Regions from separate parts of the Mus musculus genome. Here region 1 is linked to region 2. The links are chromatin contacts, called in public Hi-C maps. All regions are on one chromosome and are shown on one strand. The core of a region is the stretch at or near the end of the contact, and the rest is flanking DNA. Distances in the headings are between cores, read along the strand shown. Region 1 holds the start of Banf2os (a long non-coding RNA gene). Region 2 has its middle 37 kb from the start of Otor.

Region 1 (7,212 bases), core at 3,447-5,946, 1.1 Mb after region 2:
TGCTCAGCCAAATTGGTCTTTATTCCCCCAGTACGAGGATTGAACCTTGAACCCAGAGCCTTGCAAATGCTGAGAAGCTCCCTGTCAGTGAGCTTTATCCCCAAATCTTTGTTTATGTTTTTCATTTTGATTTAAAGTTTCTCTCGAAGTTTCCCAGGCAGACCTTTATCTTTCTATTCTCCTACCTCAACCTCCTTAGGAGCAGCGATGAGTAGGCCCATACCATTGGGCCCAGCTCCATCAGCCTTTGAATACTCTGGAGAAACTGGGCTCCTCCAGAGTCAGAGCTCTCCAGACTGTCAAGTCATCCAACCCCACAGACCTCCATGTGCCTCCATCTCCCCAGCCCCTTCCACTGCCAGGAGTGTCCCTTCAGCACACTGTAACACACTTGAACACGCTCTACTGAGTACCTTCTGTGTGCCAGGCACAGTTTTACAGTGCTTGCCATCTATGTTAAACAGGACCCCAGGGACATCTGTCTCCATAGCAATGGCTCCCGCGCTGGGCCATGGGTTGATGCAAGTCATGTGCCTTCATGAGCACAGCAGTTGCCCAGTATGTGGTTCTCAGTTGGGAAGACTGTTTCTCTGTTAGGTACCTGGGTACTGATAGCCCTACCCAGCCCAGGGTTCTCCACTGTTTACCTGTGCTCTGGTGGACAGTCAGACGGGGCTTTGCTTCCATGCCCACACTGCAGGTTTTGCTTCACAAAACCCCTCAGCCTATACTAAGACCAGCCCACAAGTGACCATAAGTCAAGGAAGACTGGAACAAACCTCACTGAGGAGGGTCTGGATCCAAAAGGAAAATACTGCAACCTCCCCTCCTCAGCAGAGCTGTGGTGATGTATCTGCCTGGCTCCTCCCATGACTCCAACAGTGTAGAGGAGCCCCAAGTGTCCACACTAGTATCCAACACAGAAGCACTCACCACCGGTTTCTCCTCTCCCTCTTCCCGCTTCCTTCCTTGCTTGTGAAAGTCAAGAAAGTAGCAATCCTAGAGTCTGCTTTGGGGCAGCACATCATTCCACATCTTCTGTCTGTCTGGGCTCTCCTCTTTGACTTCCTTCAGCAAACGTATGTCAAGTGCCTGTTGAGTATAAGGCGGCAGTGACTCAGGCACTGTAAACCGTTCTGGGGGCTCTGTCACCATTCTCCTCTACTCAATCTCACCTTATGGGGCAAAGAAGGGAGTAGATCCCATGCAAGGGAAAGGGTGAGAGGAAAGGGCCAGAGGAGGAGGGAGACATGGCTGACAGATACTATGCCATCAATTCCAGGGGACAGAGCCTAGCTTCCCAGTCCTCCTTCTGGGACTGGATCCAACCAATAGGAGACATGATATGAGGTGAAGTGGAGGAGAGTGTTATCCACCACACACACCCCATTTCTTCCTCCCTCAACACAGGTCCAGTGGAGGCTCCATGCAGTGATCTCTGCGGGCTTCCTTCCTGACCAGGTATTGGAAGTCATCCATGAGTCATCCTTCAGGAAGAGGGTCCCAGGACTCTTGGGTCCCACTCAGCTGGGAGCAGTCCCTCGGTAAAGATTGCCTGTGTAGTAATGCATGCTGAGTTGTTCTTGTCTCCTGATGTGGCCCACACTGTTGGCAGTCTGATGGAACTAAGCCAATACTCCCCGCCTTTACCTCATGCAAGTCAAGTGATACTCTTCAGTTGTTGGCCCAGACAACCTCATGTCCTCCCAGCTCCGTTTGCCTATGTGGAAAATGAGGGTGATGACCGTGAGCTGACCAGCCTTAGACTGTCACATGACTAATTTCCTCTTCATACTGGCCCAGAGAAGAGATGAGGATAGGGGGTGGGGGGCAGGGTTCAAGAGGCTCTGGGCTCCTGACAACAATAAAGCCCGAAGGCAGCCCAAAGGCATGTGTCATGGCCGCTTCTTTTTGTCCCACATCTCTGGTGAACCTCTCACATAGCCTTCATATGGCTCACCCAAGCTGACAGGATTTTACATACAAAATAGACACAGGCCACTCACTTTCCACAAAACGGGCTCATGCTTACCCTGCAGCTTTTATTGTCTCTTAGCCTGTCTTCCGCCCCTATAAGAGAATTCGAGAACCTGGGTAATTTATACACGACAGACATTTTAACTCATGATTCTGAAGGGTAGGGAGCCCAAGCATGTAACAGCTAGCAAGAAGCTTTAAAACTGCTGCCTCAGCCCATGGCAGAAGGTGAAAGGGGGTGACAGGGTAAGAACAGAAGGGGGCTGAATTCATTTTACAACTCACTCTGGAGACAACAAACCCACCCCAAGCTCTGTTAAACCATGGAGGCGGAGTTCTAGACTCCCAACACAGATACCCTGAGGCTTACTGTTTCAAATGCATAAATTTAGCAGACACATTCAAACTCTCCTCACCATGTGTCTAAGCACAGCTGACATCCTTCCGCTGTGAGCATCCTCAAGGCGGACGTGCTACCGGTGTTTGTTTCGTTGGCTTGCCCCTTCACCTTCATAACTATCTCTGGGATTTGGTGCATAACTTACTTCCCTGGACCTTTCTCCCAGAACCCCTCAGGAAGCAGGAAAGTTGCTGTCATACACTCTTTGATCTGATGGTTTTGTTGTTTGAGACAACGTCTCACTATCTAGCCGTGGCTGGCCTGGACTCACTATGTAGACCAGGCTAGCCTTGAATTCACAGCGATGTTCCTGCCTCTGTGGTGTGCACCACCACACCCTGCCAACCTGGCTATCTGAGGCTCACTCACAACAGTAACAGAGAATTTATTTTCCTTCCATACCCCTCACCTTCCTCTTCCTTTCCCTTCTCAAAATAACTGTGAATTTATTCTGAGCAGTCTGCGATGGTCCTCTCGGGGATGAAAGCATTATCCGTTATTCCCATGGACGAGACTTTTAAAACCCAGTTGATTTTTGTTCTGAAGAAAGACACAAAAACCAATCTGCCCCTTGCCCCAAAGGCCAGCTCTGGGCTTTCAAGTTCAAACAGCAGCCATTCCAGTGCAGCTTCAAGTTTTCCTTGGGGCCTTCAAAAAAAAAAGAAAAGAAAAGAAAGAAAAGAAAAGAAAAAAAGAAAGAAAGAGAGAGAGAAAGAAAAAAGAAAGGAACACTGCAGAGAGTTAAAAGACCCTGTTCAAAACAAGACTTTGAATATCAAGTGGACCAGCACGAGGAATGCAAACAGCACACTCACCTGGGCAAATTGAGAAGAGTTTAATAGAGACCATATACAAAGATGCAGGTCAGTTTATAAGACGATATAAAGCTCATCCTATGGCCAGCATCAGTAGGGGACCCTCCCAAAGGTGAGGGAACAATTACAGGAACTCAGAAAAGACACCACAGAGAGGGTCCCAGCCAGAAAATGTGGCTTTGGGCAGGAGATGCACCCAAACGACAGGGGCTCAAAAAGGAAAAGGTTATGGGGAGGGAGACACCCTGACTCTCTCTCCCTGTCCTCTAGGTACATCTTGAGGACCTAGAACAACATCCTAGGAACCCCTGATGCAGGCTTTAGGATCCAGCATCCCAAGACACTAAGCTGAGTAGATGAGGCACCAGGCAAAGCCCAGGTGCAAATGGGACATCTCCAGTACAGATGCACTGGGAGTCCACATTCCAATTAGACATCACCGGGTGAGTAGAGCCAGGGACTAGCAATTTTTCCAGGTTTATTATTCTTTTACAAATATCATCAACTATTTCCCTTCAAAAGGCAAAGTTTACCCAGCAATTAGAATTTGATTTTAATTATGGGGTTCTTTTTGTCCACTGACACATTGCTGTTTCTGGCCTCATACATTCAAGTAGATAAAGGTATGGAGCACAGTGGCAGTTTGTGTGTTTCTTGCAGCTCCACCCCCAGTCCTGCAATGTCCTCACTGACTGCATATAAAGGAGGGAAGAAAGCAGGAGGTTTCCCCAAAAGGATAGCTGGGAGGGGATACATCCACAGAAATGCCAGCCAGCCCTTGCACAAAGACTCGCATGCTGCCTTGCAAAGGTCACTCCCTACGTAAGTGGCTAAGCTCAGATCAGAATAGCTGCCTGTGCTCACCTGGACAGCTGACATCACAGAATCTCCAGGTGGCACTCCAGGTGGCCTTCTAGAGCAACTGATCCTTGAGCCCCAGATCAACAGAAGCCTTCCCAGAAAGGCCATTTCTCCATATTGCCATCAGGAATCCCCAGGTCTACCTAACCTGAGAGGCAAAGACCTTGGCAAGTGGCTTCCAGCTAAGGTTCCAAGAAGGGCGCTTCCTCCCCCCCCCCTCTGTTCTGACTGTCACACATGATTGCAGAATTGTATCTTCACTCATACCAACATAAGGCAACAATACAGCCAGACCCTGGGTACAGCTGGGAGCTCTGCTCAAGCCCAAGAACAAAGAACACCCCACCCATCCTGGGGGGTGGGGCTGACAGACAAACAGCTGGATTCACATAAAGTTCCTAAGATATGGCATCACCCAGTACTCTGCTGGACATGAGATGTCAAGGCAGGAGCTGTGGAAATAAACAAAGCTATCACAGGCACCCTCAAATCTTTCTGCATACTTTGCCCCACATACCCCTGGTGCCAGCACATAGGTGCTGCCTTTAATAGACTTGGGAAATGAATCAGAAAAGCACCATCCCGTACCGAGCAAGGGCAGACTGCATGAAGGTGAGAAGCCAGATTTCTAAGATTTTTGTTAACAACTGACCTTTGCAGACAGATCCAGGAGAGATTTTTCTCTTGGCACAGTGTCGGAGACCTGAGAGAGGGGAGGGAATGCCAGGCCTGGTGATGTGCATCTTTGCCTCTCCTGGGAGCATCCCCTGGGTCCTCTTGAAACACCTATTGTTTCCTGAATGGTGGCTGTGGGCTTGCTGGTTCCTTTGCGTCATAATTCCTCAATGGAGGCCATTGTCTCCTGCCACAAGCCCCACAGTTCTTGTCTTTCTCGGTGACAGTGTAACAGGATCCAGCAGTGCCCAAAGGAGGCCTCCATTCCCTGCCAGAGTGGGCAGAAGCTACATGGGCATCGTGGAGGAAAGACAGGCTCGCTCCACCCCTTAACTGGAGACAGAACTTGGCCTACCTGGCCGGAGCAGATTTCAGTCAGTCAGTACAGCCAGCTCCTGTTCATCCCGATCCTCGAGCCACGTGACAGCCCGTTTCCGCTGCTCTGCAGACTGCCAGCCTTCAGGGGTACACCATACCTCCTGGAAGTGGGACCCATGGTCGTTCCCTCCTATGCTGAATGGAGCTTGCCTGTATAATCTGTTGTAGGAACGGCAGAAAGGGTCCTGCTCATAAAAGACACCGTGGCTTCTGCCTCAGTCTCTGGGATCACTCTCTTGAGAGAGTTGGCAACCATTCCGTAGACAGGTCTAAGAGTGAAAAGTGGAGACTTCCTGCCCACAGTCAGCATGGCTTCACCATCTGTGGAAGGAGCCATTTTGGAAAATGATCCTATGACCTCAGTGGAGCCTTGGATGGGGGAGTGGGAAGGGGTGGGAGTGGAGCAGGTGGTAGGGAACAGGGTTACATCCTGCAGTCCACAAGCTCCGAGCCAGGACTGAAACAAACTAATTCCAGGTTCCTGACCAGCAGAAGCTAAGAAACCCTAAACAACATTTCCTGGAGTTTGGGAGACAATCTGGGTCCAATCCGGATGAACCACTGACGGAAGAAGAAATCTGACGCTGGCAAGCTGTCCTCCAACCTCCGCATACATCCCATGCGGCACCCAAACAAAATAGATGACTGTGATTAGAACTAATTGATCTGCTTTAGGGCCTGGGTCCCTTTCCCAGCATGCTTTGTTTTATGACATTATATGGTTAATATTCTGGAAATAAGACCCAGCGATGCCCCTGCTCACAGAGAGTGGACATAGAGAGGCATGTGCCTACACACTTGCTCCCCCAGCACCTCCCTGCATTGTTCTGACATCTTCATCTTCCTTTCTTCTGTCACTCATTTAACAACCAGAGAGGCTGTTAAAAAAATTAAACAAAGCAGGCCAGCTCTGGCCAAATTGGAGTACCTGAGGCCCATTCCTCCCCAGATATTGCCTTCCCACCAAACACTAAATTCTGTTCCTCTTACAAAAAAAAAAACCCTGCAGCTCTGAGTCCATATCCGAGTTCCACTTCACACCAAGTACTGACCGGCCAGACCCTCAAATGACAAGTCATGTCTCCTTAAAATCCAACTTCCTTGATGGTTTTATTTTACAGTCATCATCCTTAAAGGCCAACCTATCCAAACACCATTGTGTCCTCTTGTCCCTCCAAGGCTGTATCGCTAAGGTCATAGGGGGAGGGGTGGTTCTCAACCATCTTCATCTTGAAAGGTCACTGAGCCTTGGGTCTTTGCAGAGGTAACTCTTGAGCCCTCCAGTGCTTCTCATAACACCCAAGAGACTCCTTGAACTCTTGACACAGACTCCCTAATGTCAAACACTTCATGACACTTGTGCAATCTGTCATGAGTCCTCTAGACTCATGGTTGCACTTGGGGATTTTGCTAAGTCTTTGTTTAAATGTCTGCCAGACTAACTTTACAACCCGTTCTCCAGCACTGTCTGAAGTGGATTTATCTCTGCTGGTGAGAACTATTGTAAGTTGCCACAAAGTTGGAGTCTTGAAGCCACACACGTTTATTTTCAAACCCAGGTATAGAGGCCAAGAAGGTGAAATCAGTGTACTGGGACCAAAGTCTGTCTGTCCAGGGAGAATCTTTGCTGCTTCTGGTGGTCTCTGGCTTTCCCTGGCTTGTGGCCACATCTCTCCAAGGGTAGTACCTTCAAATCTCTCTGCCCTGTCACATTGTCTCCCGTATGAGGTATGTTTCCATGACTCTCTCCTACAAGGACACTTTTAACTGGCATCTTCAGCCTATCTTGTAATCTAGAATACATTTTGAACTCACAATCCTCCGATGTATCTCCAGAGACTATTTTCGTTTTCAATACTGGAGATTGACCCTGGAATCCCACTTGTGCTAGGCAAGGACCCTTATCTCTGACACACACACACACACAAAACCCTCACTTTGCCTTTTCTTTCAAGACAGGGAATCACTGAGTTGCCCAGGCTAGCCCTGACAACACACATAAGGAAGTCAGAGGACTGCTTTGGAGAATCAGTCCTCTCCTTCCACAGTACCTGCCAGTGATCAAACCGTCGACCGGGGTGGCAAAGGCAAGCACCTTTACTGCTG
Region 2 (6,724 bases), core at 3,904-6,403:
TCTCTGTCTTAGATGTGCAAAATCAAATACATCTCAGACTTAAAAATAAGTAGCAAATGTCTGCCTGAGCGGTCAGTGAGCTAATCTCAGCCTTTTCAGCTTCTGCGAGTGACACTTGGATTCTGTCAGTCAAGGTGCTGCTTGTGTGAATGGATCATCAGAGAGATGCCAAGGCCCTCTTCCTGCATACACTGTGCTATTTCTGTTTGTAAACAAGGGACTGGAGATGGAACTGTATTTAGTGAGATTTTTTTTCCCTAGTGTGTGATGTAAGCTGATATGCTAAAATGTGAGTGATCTACATAATTCAGGACAGGGAGAGAGTTCTATTCTCCCCCTATCCACACCTTAAAATTATCCTTAAAGAGAAAATGCCACAAAATCACACACTGATGAAAATCTATTCTAAACCTATACACCAATGCACTTTAGCCTTACAGAGAAGTGAAAGTTTAATGGTATGTTTGCAGATTCACAGTGCACCTAAACTCCTGGAATTCACCCTGTCAAATTTTCAGATACAATAAAAATACCTTCAGTTACCTGAAAAGCTTGGATTTTCTTCATATATATTGGTGAAGGCAACTGAATGGTTGAAGTGATGGCTCAGGAGTCAAGAGCCCTCATTGCTCTTGCAGAGATTCAGGGTTTGGTCCTCAGCACCTACAGGGCAGTTTACCGTCATCCAGAACTTCAGCTCCAGAGGCTCAGATGTGCATTTTTGATCTCCACAGCTACCAGGAATGTATGTAATGCAAGCAAAACACCCCCACAAATAAAAACAAAGCAAGCAAACAGAAATGCTCCCAAACACAATAATGAGACAGATTGAATTGTGGAATCAGATATGAAATCTCTCTCTCTCCTCTCTCTCCATATATATGCATATCCATTCTTTCAATATGTTAGGTAATATATAGTTATATATAATGATATATATGTATATATGTACATATATGTGTATATATGTACACATATGTGTATATATGTACATATATGTGTATATATGTACATATATGTGTATATATGTATATATGCATATATATGCACATAAAACCTCAAGGCATATATTACACTTTTTTTAATAATTTTACAATTTGGAGAACAATATTCTTATTTAAATTATTTACATTTATATGGGATTAATTGTTGTTACTCTCCTACATAAACAAATAAGAACTTTTTCCAAGTTCCTAATTACAGTATCACTGATAATGTTATATATATGCTCCATGCAAAGGTACTTGGAGGGCTGGTGAGATGGCTCAGTGGGTTAGAGCACCCGACTGCTCTTCCAAAGGTCCGGAGTTCAAATCCCAGCAACCACATGGTGGCTCACAACCATCCATTAAGGAGATCTGACTCCCTCTTCTGGAGTGTCTGAAGACAGCTACAGTGTACTTACACATAATAAATAAATGAATCTAAAAAAAAAAAAAAAAAAAAAAGGTACTTGGAGTCCTCAATTTTTCAGTGTAAAAGAACAAAGTTTGGAGAATTGAATTGAGAGCTCATAATATGAAATCTACATCTTACCAGCAGATGGCACCACAAACACATAAAACCTAAACTTGAGGCTTTGGTTAAGGTGGAAATGTAAGAGATTTACATACATCAGTTGCAAATGAGATCTAGCTTTCCCCAAAGGAGATTCTTCTCTGCCTTTGGTTGCTCTTTATGTGAAAAGGAAACTGCCTTAAGTGGCCTGCAGATTACTCTGAGAGTGGGCAGAGATGCCTCACTAATCATACTCACCCCAGTGCCCATAAACTAATTATCTCCTTGGCCAAATCCATAGACTGACTGTATCTCAGAGCGATGTCTCTCTGCATGGTAGCCATGCAGTATGGTCAGACATGTCAGTTCCCTAGCATCACAGAGAGCTGTACAATAGAACCCAGAATTTACTCCTTGGGGAATGTGTTCTAAGAAACCACATTATTCCAACGATATATGCACGTGCCTCTCCTGCTGTGACATCACAGATTGCTGTAAGTTGAGTTTAGAGGATTCTCTTTCCTAACCAGCCTTGCAATCTCTAAAATGTGTCTTTCTCTTCTGTGTATCAATGACAGCATACTCCAACATAACTTGTCCATCTTGACTCTCTGTATCTGTGCACTGTGGAAGTTAATGTCATTTCTACAGGGAGACCTAACTCTGGAGCAGACCTGCTTCCATTAACCTTTCTAAGTTCCTGTTTTGCACACAAATCCCCTTTGCTGTATTGACTCAAGCTTGCTATTTTTCCCTCCAGATTTTAATGTCTCTGCTTTTCTGGAGGGAATCCCCATGTCTCGTGCTGACTTAGTGTCTCAGCCTTGCTCCAAATGATTCACACTCCTTTTCTATCCACCAGTAGATGAGAAAATGCAGTACGGTTCCTATGGAATGTTGGAGGGACATGCAATGGCCTAGCATGGCTACTACATTGCAGTCTCTCCCATCCCACCCCACTTTCCAGGCATTCAAGTAAACCAGCTTGATCAGGGAGCTTTAGGTGGCCGAGTTCCAAAATCTGCTCCGACAGATTGTTTCTGGGTTTCTGCAGTGACAGCCTCCTACTCTCAACTCTGCCCAAGAATGCCTGAGACCCAACCATTTTTTTTTTTTTAACTTTCACTAGAAGCTGACTGGCAGGTGCATTGGTGAGCAATGTGCTGCATTTGTGGGAGGTTTCAGAGATATGCAGAGGTCCACAGACGTGGAGTGGTACTGCAGTAGAGTCATAGCAGTGCCACTTCTCTTTGATCCTGGCCACCTTCCATGACACTTGCTCTAGCCTGCACCATCCCTTTATTCTTGTCGCCTCTTCCTCCAACCCCTCATCCCTCCCTTTTGAGAAGAAACACCATTTCTCCCATCCCTTCTGCAGTACAGAGGCCCCCAAACCATCTCTCATGGTGCACACCAAGTTTTTTCTTTAAGTTAAAATGCCGTGATCTCTCTGTGTGTTCATTAATCTTCACTGTGATTAAGGGTGTGGAAGCAGCCAGCACCTGACTGTGGTGTGTATAGGAGGGGTCTCTGGCAGGAGATTATGATCAGCTACAGTGACCCCGATAGCATTTCCGTGACTGAATGCAGGCAGCTTCAAAAGCACACACACACACACACACACACACACACACACACAGAGAGAGAGAGAGAGAGAGAGAGACCAGGAGAGACATATGCACACACTCTCTTTCTCTGGCCCCTACACCAACCACCGTGAGACTCTGCTAACAGGAAGACCACCACTGATAGCCCTAGGACTGAGAGCTAAAATCAATGTATGAGTCAGTGGTATTGTGCTAGTATGCAAAAAGGAAAAGAAAAAGAAATGTGTACAAAGAGCTTTTAGCCCAACAAATAATGACTAGCTTTCCCCCATCTCCTCCTCCATAGGTTATATGTGGTGCAGTACAGGATAGTCTCAAACTCACTACGTAGGCCAGAGTGGCATTGAACTAACATTCATCCAGTCTTAGCCTCCTGATGCTGCTATCACCACTAAACTCAGGAAAAAACAGATTTTCCTTTATATATTTGGAATTGCAGTTTCTCTTAAATTTGGCTTCCTGACTATCAAAGTCAAGAATTTTTACAGGACTGATGTGTTCAGGGGGTGATGACAGAGGGCACAGAGACAACCAAAAGCTCTAGAGATCGCCCGAATGCTTCTCAGCTCTGATGGCCAACAGGCTTTTATTTCTCTAGGTGCTGGCAGGATTTATGTCAACTTGCCACAAGCTGAGAGGAGTGACCCTCAACTGAGAAAGTGCTTTTATAAGGCTGGGCTGTAGGCAAGCCATTAGGGCGTTTACTTAATTCATGACTGATGTGGGAGGGTCAGGTCCATTATGGGTGGGGCTACCCCTGAGCTAGTGGTCCTGGGTTCTATAAGATGGCAGACTGAGCAAACCTCAGGGAGAGAACAAGAGCCCCTAAAAAGCACTCTTCCATGGCCTCTGAATTAACTCCTGCCTCTAAGATTCTTCCCTGTTTGGGCTCCTGCCCTGACTTCTATCAGTGATGGACTATGATGTGTGTGAGCCAAAGAACACTTTCCTTTCACAACTTGCTTTTGGTTATGGTGTTTCATCACCACAATGGGAACACCAACTAAGACACTCAAGGACATTCTAGGACAGTGGGTCTCAACCTTCCTAACATTATGACTCTTTAATACAGTTCCTCATGTTGTAGTGACCCCTAATCATAAAGTTTTTTTTTGTTGCTACTTCATAACTGTAATTTTGCTATGAATCATGATCTAAATACTTTTTGGAGATAGAAGTTTGCCAAAGGGGTCTTGGCCCACAGGCTGAGAACCACTGCTCTAGGAGACTGTGGCTAGATCATGTTTAGATACATATCTGATTGTTTAAGAAGCTGCTCTATTTTTTCCGAAGCTATGCTTTTAAAAAACATATTTATCAGTATGTGTGTGAGGGTGTGGGGTCTAGTTTTTCCAAGGTCTAGACATTGAGTAATGCAAAGTGTTACTGCGAGAAACTGAAGAGCTAAAGCAGAGGAGACAGGCACTGTTTTATGGATCAGAGAATCAATAATGTTAACTTGATAATTCTCCCCCAAACTGGTTTACAGTCAAAAGCCCAGAATTTTTTTTTATTATAAAATAAGTTACTAAACTGCTTCTAGAATCATATGTGGGAGGCTAGCATGGATAAATGGATAAATGGATAAATGCTGTTTCTGCCTAGCCAATTGATCTTAGACTCCTGCAGGTTTTCTTCTGAACTCCACATACACAATACACACACATACACACACACACACACACACACACACACACACACACACATACACACACACACACCACTACACACACCATATCACACACAGACCACACCACATACACATCACACCACACCACACTACACATACATCACACTACACATGCATACGCAAGCGCGCACACACACACACACACACACACACACACAAATTAAATGTAATTTTTAAAGTATGTAAAATTATATGGGAAGACAAAAGCCTTCGTATAGTAAAAGCATTTGGGGAAGAACGAAGAGAGGGATAACACCATTTAACTACCAATGACCGCTCCTCCTGCACACGTGTGGTCTGAGTGCAGTAGGCCTTGACTCTCCAGGTGATTCTCCATTGGAAACCATTGGATTTGTAAGAAACACATTTCACCAAAACTCTAGGGGGCACCACAGGCTGGTGGCTGACTAAAGAATTATACTTGCATATAAATAGACAACCAGGCAGGCTTTCTGAAACCATTTTCCCCCTTCCACAAAATCAGATGCCCCAGGTGAAAACAAGAGCATAAATGACTTAAGAGTGATGGATTTGACAGCTGGTAGTATTGTTTTCTTGCAAAACAATACTCCCACGAGCCTGAAGCAAGGCTGAGCCAGAACCTGACCTTGCTGCCACTAAGGAAATTATCTAGGGTGGAGCCTTCCTCCCTAGATCACTCTATTGTTCAGCCATTGTCGCTGTTCCTCTTCAAGATACTGCTACCTGCTGAGAGGCGCCCCCCCCCCCCCACCATCTATTCCAGAGACTTCGCCCTATCCTGCACATCATCACCTGCAGCTGGTTCCAGGCTCCAAGGATGATTGGCAGGAATGGGCCTTCCTCTTCCTTTATAAAGCGTGTCCGCCATTAAACATTTGAACCTTGAGCAGACTAGTTGTCTTGGTTCCATTATTTCTCAACCCGCCTAGGCTCCCTCTTTTCTTTCAGTTCCAAGATGCCTTCCAGGCTCGAACCCAGACATGAGAGCCGCAGGCCGGCCCCAACATATGAGGATTGGAAACATTCATGGTTTCTGAGTCTGTATTGACTCTCCCTCTTAGAAGGAATATGCATCTTTTGAAAAGTTGAAAACAATCTGGGTGGTTTCCAGAACGTCAGACTTGCCAGGAGCCTTTAAACTCTTCTGAGAGCGCTCCCACATCCCGCACACTCTCTGTTTTAGTCACCGTGCATTACCTCCAATCCAAGCTTAACGCTCCAATCCCAGCGTTCAGTTCCCCAGGCAGGGAAAGTGACTCCCACTCTGTCATTGGAAAAAGAGCCTCCCTCCTGGAGACCTGCAACATCAGTCCCTGCCACTTTGGAAGGGAACTTGATATGCTCACACACACACACACACACACACCTCCCCCACACTCCGCCCAGGTCATCATAGCCAGACCAACTGATACATTTTGTGTCCCAGGGCCCCACCTTTGGTTGAATGGTTACTGGCAGTGCTTGCGTGTGGAGAAAGGGCTTATAATTGCATATTAAATGAACTGGAAGTGAGTTTGGGAGAAAGGTCATTTTTATCATTTTCTTGCCTTTGTTCCAAGTACTGTCTGGGGCAGAGCATGCATGGCATACAGTTGCTGATGGAGGTGAATGCGTCTGTGCACGTGTTCAGGAATGGTTCACGTTATTGAGTCATTATGTGATACTGTGAATAGATTATCTACGAACTCTTGTCTCTGAGTTGATTCCTCTCTCTGCTTTGCCACCGCCTCCTTCTCCTCTCATTTTTTCCTTTGATGCTTTTTCCTTTGCATTCCTCCTCCACTTCCTTTGTCTCCTCCTCCTCTTCCTCTCTCTCACTCACCCTCTCTCTCTCCCCTCCCTCCTTCCTTCTCTCCCTTCCCTTCCTCCCTCTCCCCTTCCACTATGTTGTCTAAACTAGGCTTGAACTCAAGATTCTCCTCTCTGCCTCCGAATGCTGGCATTACAG

The links. Hi-C and Micro-C count contacts between places; a contact is called where the count stands out from the background.
Region 1: a contact with region 2 is called in a Hi-C map of embryonic stem cells, with 6 times the contacts expected there. The contact joins the promoter of Banf2os here to the enhancer-like site in region 2. A contact is called at or near these places in 1 of 15 datasets of contacts at CTCF or cohesin (large pre-B cells), 14 of 484 Hi-C or Micro-C datasets (the G1E-ER4 cell line, the HL-1 cell line, cerebellum and 4 more) and 4 of 115 datasets of contacts at active chromatin or transcription factors (astrocytes, embryonic stem cells and large pre-B cells).

What each region holds. Positions count from the first base shown.
Region 1 is chr2:144,203,164-144,210,375 of GRCm38.p6, forward strand. It overlaps Banf2os (a long non-coding RNA gene), which reads right to left and starts at 4,697. Exons shown (of 3, transcript XR_003953916.1): 1 at 934-4,697.
Region 2 is chr2:143,112,393-143,119,116 of GRCm38.p6, forward strand. No RefSeq gene overlaps it. Among named protein-coding and RNA genes, the nearest start is that of Otor, 37 kb to the left of the region's middle. Within about 2 kb of position 5,154, at least 3 of the 459 cell types and tissues checked have an H3K27ac peak or open chromatin away from gene starts, as enhancers often do. A contact at or near this core is called in embryonic stem cells, where this site is marked.